Linked DNA regions of Oryzias latipes: region 2 is linked to region 1. Evidence: chromatin contacts called from public Hi-C data. All regions are on one chromosome and are shown on one strand. The core of a region is the stretch at or near the end of the contact, and the rest is flanking DNA. Distances in the headings are between cores, read along the strand shown.

Region 1 (3,421 bases), core at 433-2,932:
CTCTTTTATTTTTGGCACATCTGACACTGAACATCCACCCATCTCTTCATCCCCTCCCCTTTTCACACTTACGGTGCAGCAAAAGAAAAGTAAACACACCAGGATGAAATAACTAAGAATGAAACAACGTAAAACAGCCACATGAAAAGGAATTAGGCAGAAGACAAACCCGTGCTCAACCCAATTTCCACCAGAGCTGGCAATGGGGATTATTTTCGACAATTCCCTGCTCTGACACAGCAGATCCAACGTGCACGTGACCACCACCCTCTGCTGCAAGACACTTGAGCCTACACCTCTTTGAGGTGGTCTTTGGAACATAACAAGTCAAAAACTTCGAGAGGGGGGCGCAACTCACCAGTGGCTGGATAAATCACACAAACAGGTAATTGGGAATCTTTTTCACTCTAACAATCAACTCTAGGCCGCAGCTGCGTGCTCCCGTCAGAGAGACGGAGCCGCGTCTGTCAGAAGGAGGTGGGGGGCGCAGGCTGCAAGGAGCGCAGCCTACATTACGCAACACCTGGATCATCGTTGCTGTTGGATCACTCACCAGCTCATGTTAATAATGTCATTATTTACTAACTATTGTAGATATTTTTTATTATTTAGTTGGTGTCAGTATTTGACATAAAGACAGCAGGTAATGCAGTAAAACAGCGGCATTTTATGATATCATAAACAAACTATAGATAATTTTATGAAAGTATTGAGGTTTTTTGGAGGATCTTTACTGTTGGTGTTGCACAAAATTAGGGAAATGCCAACTATTTTTGGAGTAATCCCACTGATGAGTTCTATGATTTAGTTTTAATGTTTTATTAGACCAAAAAATAATATTCACAATAAGTTTTTTTTTTAGATCGAATCCCTGTGATGTGTTTCACAAAGACACACACAGGACGTCACACACCAAGAAATGAACAGATTGCTAAAATGATGCAGGAGTCCTGCTCTAAAAAATGATAAAAGAGCAAAGAAAACAGAAAGACATGATTTGTTATTTTTATTATTAATATTTCCAGGCTTTGTTTGTTTTGTTGTATGTGTGTGGGGGAGGGGGGTCTGGTGGGGTTGCTCGCCCATGGAGTTAGTTAGTGTAAAACCGCCACTGAGTTTTTTAGTAGTTAGGGGTTAGGGTGGGAGTTCGGACAGAGCCTTAGTGTGACATTCAAACACTCCAGGATTTCCCAGCAGTTCTAGAGGTGTAAATGTGAGTGTAAGGGACAGGATGTTAAATCAGAACCCTAGTTTTCACATTTTCTGCTTTGATTTAGTAATTGTGATTAATAATTAACACATATTAACATTAATATTAGTAAATTTCATTTTAAAGACATGTACAGAAATTATTTAGCTGCTTCTGAATGGGCAGAATCCACCTGCTGGGATTCACATCCTCAGAATTCAGCATTAAAGGGTGACAACAGCCTCCCAAAAGGAGGAGAGTGCACGCGCCCCGCGTCCCTCCCACCCCCTCATCCCCGCTCCCATGCTCCTGAAGCCCCAAAACAAGAAGTGCGTTTCCCTTTAAGGAGCCCCCACCTCCTGGACAGCGGAGGGAGGAGAAGCAAGCCCGCGGAACAGCCAGTGAGGGGGGGGGGGGGGGTCCAACACAGAGGACGGTTTCAAGTTCCCCCAACAGAAACTGTGCCTGATTTGTGACCAATGTTGTAAAGGGGGAGCGAGGGGAGGGGTGAGGATGGAGGGAGGAGGAAGGAGGAGGGGGAAGAAAACACTGAGGGGGTAGCTATGGAGATGGAGCGGCTTCCTGCCTGCTTTCTTTGACAGGTGTTGAGGGGCAAAAGTCTTCAACCAGAATCCAGCATGTACGCCAAAGGTAAAGGAGCTGCCGTCCCTTCCGATAACCAAGCCCGCGAAAAGTGAGTGGATTTCCTTCTCTGACTTTACCTGCTGATGTTTCCCGCCGAAGGACGGGGGCGGAGGAGCAGAACTTTCGGAAGTAGCTGCTGCCTTTTAAAAAAGTGCCTCCAGGTTGACTGCAGGGCGCGCCGGGTCACCGGAACACCCGCCCGCCTCAAAGATGCGCATCTGAAAAGTTCCCGTTTCTCCGCGTGTGCTGCCTGATGGCGAGCGGCGCGCGCGCCCTCCGAGAGTTGGCGCAATCTTTGTGAAAGCTGAGTGATGCTGACTTTCTCTGATCCGGCGCGCGCGCACAAGGAGAAGCATCCCTCCTCCGGGAGCACGCGCCCTGAACCCGCGTGTTTAGGTCCGGGGAACTTTTACATGTGTTTGCTTCACGGACACGCACGTGCGCGCGCGCTGCTCCGGCTCAGCACCGACGCGCCTGTGGATGCGGCGCAGGTTGTCACGGCTCGGGAGGCTGAAGTTTAGTCTGGGCCAGCCGTCATACAGCGGTGCAAAACTTTTGCGCGCTGGTGAGCTTCTGCTGCTGTCCAGCACCGGCCCGGAATCAAACTTTGGTCCTCTCAGAGGAACACGGTCTTCAGTTCAGGGTTAGAGGCTGAAGGAGACCCTCTCCCCTCTCCTGAGATGCAGGGAGCCTCCACAGCTCCTCGCTTCTCCTCTTGGATCGTGTTGCCTTATGTGTTTGGGTATCCGGAGACGTGAGGGGTCCAGGTGTTCCTCAGGGTCCACCTGTAGGACCTCTGAGCCTTACAGCATTTTGTCAGTAAACGGTCCCAAATCAAACCGTGCACGTGGTTTCAGGAGCAGCGTGGACCCTAGCACACCTGCAGGGGCTCCTGCACCACAGGCTTAAGGTCCGTTTGTATGGCTGGGTGTTAGATTTTTGCGTGATTTGGAGTGAAATCCGAGGCAAAATAATTCAGACAGTAGCGTAGGAGGAGATTCAACTCAGAAGAGACCAAATGTCTTTTCAGAGTTGCTGCTTCAGAGCTGATCAAAAGAAACCAACTCCAGCCTTTCTTAGCCCAGTCTGCTTGATGCTTCTGTCCAGAACTAGCTGCGCTTGCCCTCTGTCCTCCTCACCTGTCTTGCTGCCCTTACCTGCCCCGCAGGCCAAACACGTGTTCCAGCTGGCAGCAGCTGCCCTGCAGCAGCCCTCGCTGAGCTGATGTTCATATTTACATATGTGAACAGATTCTGCTCAGGAAAGGAGGAGGGTGTCCTACAATCCACCTACGTCAGAAACACGCCAAGACGGAGCAAACATCCGATGAAGGCTGCACCTTTTTTTATAAAGGGTGTCCTGCCGTTGCTCCAACAGTACCAGCTTTTCGTGTTTCCTGAAGCTTTGGCGTTGATTTGACTGACACCCAGCTGCCGCCGCATTTGACGAGCCTGACCTTGAAAGAGCTGAAACAAACATGATGGAGGCCCTTTCACGCAAACAGCACGAGGACGATGAGGAGCAAATCCCGAATATTGATGCTAACAATCTCAAAGAAGAAGCTGCGTGTTTCTGAAAGCTTCAGGT
Region 2 (3,421 bases), core at 589-3,088, 33 kb before region 1:
GCGGCGGGCTGACTCATTCAGAACAAATTGGCTTGTCGTCGGCCTGTCAGTCGCTTTGTGTTGACGCAGCGAAAGCCAAACAGAGTTTATGGTCATATCCGCCTCTAGTCTAGCCCTGGACAACACACGTCACAAGAGCGGAAGTTTATCACCTGATGAGAGCTCTGACTGTTCTTCAAACACAGCAGTAAACGGCTGAACGTTCACTGACTACAGCCAGCTTTTACCATCAGAGAGCACTCATCTAAGAGCATTCATATTCATAAATCTTCCCAAACGTGATTAAAAAAAAGTAACTGTGCAAAGATTTTTGGTTGTTTTTTTTTACTGTTTCCTTCTGACACCAAAGCCTCATTCAAGACCCCCAACGCATCAACTGCAGCTCAGCTAAGCATCCTCAGGGGGCGCTATGGATTCAAGTATGAGCGCATTTGGCCTCAATATTACTGCTGAATGGGTGGTTTGATCTGAGAGGCAATGTTCCACTCGAATGCTCCCTCCCAGTAGCAGAAAGCCATGTGCTGCTCTTATCTGGCCAGACCTGCCGACCTGCAGTGCATTCAACAAGCTGGCGCGTGCGGGCATGCCGCCACCGCCAAGTGTGTGATGAAATGAAGGGCATGATGGGAGAGGAGACTGTGAAGGAAGGTGGAGTTTATCAGTGGGATGAAGTGGATGCTCTGTTGAGTTTCAGCGAATTCACTCAAATGTTGCTTTAATTATATCGAAATGTAAAGTTGTACTCTGGGAAAGGAACCTGAACATTCTTCATTAAAACTACCCAAAACTGAAATATTAACACTTAGATCCTTAAAAAATCAACTCAAATCCTTTTTCTCTCCAGAGGACATGTGAACTTTTTTCTTTGATACTCCCATCTTCAGTATTCATGTTTGAAATGGTTAAATGCAGCCACAGCTCCCATTCAGGTAGAAAAGATGTACTAAAAGGTTCTCCTAAAGGATGGAGTTATTTTGTTTTGGGCTGCAGATGCTGCAGCTTGATCATCTCCTGTTTAGAAGAAAACAGAACAATAATAGCTTCAATTCTAAACAATATTTGTTTTTCAGCCTTTTTTTCCAGAACTGCGGTTATTCCATGTATGAACCAGCAATTTTTTATGGTTTTAAAATAAAATAACAATTTTGATGAGTGTTAAATATGAGTTTCTTGCTTTGTGTTTTCTGAGCACCCTCCCTTATTGAGAAAATAATAAAGAGGGACAGGTTCCTGCTCATCTATGGCACTTTTTGTTTACGTGATTAGAAAAACATCATATTTACCCAATCATTATTTTCTTCTGAGGAAGAAATCTATAATTTCCACTTTTTTACTCAAAGAATTTTAATGATTATCCTAGGTAATAGGGGCATCAGATGTACTGTAGCTGCCTTCTAAGGCGCAGAGTCTCGCTATGGCAAGCAAAAGGTATCATAAAACACCAGGAAGCATGTGTGACACGTGTCGATCAGAAAAGCACGATTCTGTGGCAAATACGTTTTAAAACGGGGGGGGGGGGGGGGGGGGGGGGGTTACTGTCCACATCAATTGCTTCCTGTCTTTCACGCGCTTAGTCAGGAAGAACCTCCAGAGAGGACTTAGTTGTATCATCACTGACTTTATTTCCCCACAACATTTGTCATAACCCCCCGATGCCCCCAAAGATTCAATCAGAGCTGTCAACAACGTCACATTCCAAGCACCCCCCCCCCCCTTCCCCTTTAGTCTTTTCCAGACGCACCACTCCTGCGGGCGCACGCGGGGAGACACACATGCACAGCGCCGATGCGTCCAGAGCCGTCCGACACGCCGCTCTCTCCAAACGAAGCAGCGAGCAGAGCCAGACGGTTTCAAGCTGCCCTCTCTGTGAATCGATTCTACTATGAGCCCACACGAGCATCCTCTCACGGAGGCGGGGGTGGCCGCGGCAACACCTTATTCCTGTCTGCTTAGAGCCCTCTTTTCATCTGAACAACAAAAAGGCTGCAAATATCGCTTCAACTTTTTCATGTATGTTTGTCTAGAAAGGAAAACATAACAATTTTTTTTCATGCTCTCATTACCTATGTTACTTCGCACCACCCCCGGGTTTCAAAATGGAACATTCTACAATTTATTCCAGAGAAAGACTGACAGTTTTTTTGGGTCATGAAGCCGCCGTTCAAGTCAGTAGCCTGCACCCCCTCCGCTGGAATAAGAAATTAGTCAATGTAAAACTAAATAACTGAGGCTTTTGGCTGATAAGGTGGATACCCCCCCCCCCCCCCCCGATACACACAAGCACAAATAACCACATACACACAAAAAAAAAACCCCACAAAAAAACAACAGATGAACCCAATGAAAACAAATGTCCCCAAAGTGCTTTCATCAAAATTTCAAGCAAGCTGTCCAGAGTTAGACCAAAAGCAGGACTTAATGTAGCTCACCGGGATGTAAAAGTGTTACCTAACAGTTTTATATTTTAATTTATTAAGTCCCTAAACGTAAGATGACAACACATCCCTCTTTTATCAATGGTAATTAAAATCACATTAGTATAATTGAAAAGCTTCGATCATCTCAGGCTCGGTAACGTGTGTTCAAGCGACCACCAATAAAAAGTCAATGTAAACCCATGCATGTGCACTTTTCAGGCTTCTGCGTCAAAAAATCTTGCGTTCAATTGACCCTTCGCAGGTTTTTAAGTCAAGTTTTGGATTTTTTGTACAAAACCCATGACTATTGAAGGTGTGTCAAAGTCAAACCAGTGGAACCTTGACCAAATAGATGTAACATTTGCAACTTTTTCCCAATTTTAATAACTTTTAGACACTCAGGAAAGGATGATCGACAGAAAACACCAGACTGAGAGGCATCTGACGTGTGGAGTTCCAAATCACTTCAGTATGTGTTATTGTTGCAGTTAGATCATCCTTATGGCATTCTCATTTGACTATTGTGCTGGTCAAACTGCTTGGATTATGTCTGCCTCTTTTTAGCATATGTGTTTAGCATATTAGAAGTCTGTTGATGAAGCAATTCTTCTATTTTTAAAAATCTAACTTGCAATTAAAAAAAAAAGTGAAAATTCTTGACACAATATCAATGCCACGTTGCAGGAAATGATGATAATTTTTTTCCTGCAGAGGCCTGCAAGTGATGTAAAAACATCTCAGGTTGGAGAAACTCCCCTTAAAAACAATCATGCTTAAGTAGGTAAAAGTAGTCGTCGAAATATTTACTCAAGTAAAAGAAAAACAGAAACTCAAACATACTGCTCATGTAAAGGCCGTGTCACACAGCCACTACATACATTTTTCCGCGTATATGAAATTTCGGCCTTTGGTGATACATGCGTGATAAACGTAATCCATAAATGTTTCTTGCCTTCGTCATTCATCGATGTGCGCAGATGTCCGTCAAGGGTTTCGGTCAATGG

What was found. Hi-C and Micro-C count contacts between places; a contact is called where the count stands out from the background.
Region 2: a contact with region 1 is called in a Hi-C map of fibroblasts, with 2.7 times the contacts expected there. The contact joins the enhancer-like site here to the promoter of LOC101167440 in region 1. A contact is called at or near these places in 2 of 5 Hi-C or Micro-C datasets (embryo and fibroblasts).

What each region holds. Positions count from the first base shown.
Region 1 is chr4:8,113,510-8,116,930 of ASM223467v1, reverse strand. It overlaps LOC101167440 (single-stranded DNA-binding protein 3), which reads left to right and starts at 1,682. Exons shown (of 17, transcript XM_023954125.1): 1 at 1,682-1,883. The coding sequence starts at 1,828.
Region 2 is chr4:8,146,673-8,150,093 of ASM223467v1, reverse strand. No RefSeq gene overlaps it. Among protein-coding and RNA genes, the nearest start is that of LOC101167695, 25 kb to the left of the region's middle. Within about 2 kb of position 1,838, at least 7 of the 8 cell types and tissues checked have an H3K27ac peak or open chromatin away from gene starts, as enhancers often do. A contact at or near this core is called in embryo, where this site is marked.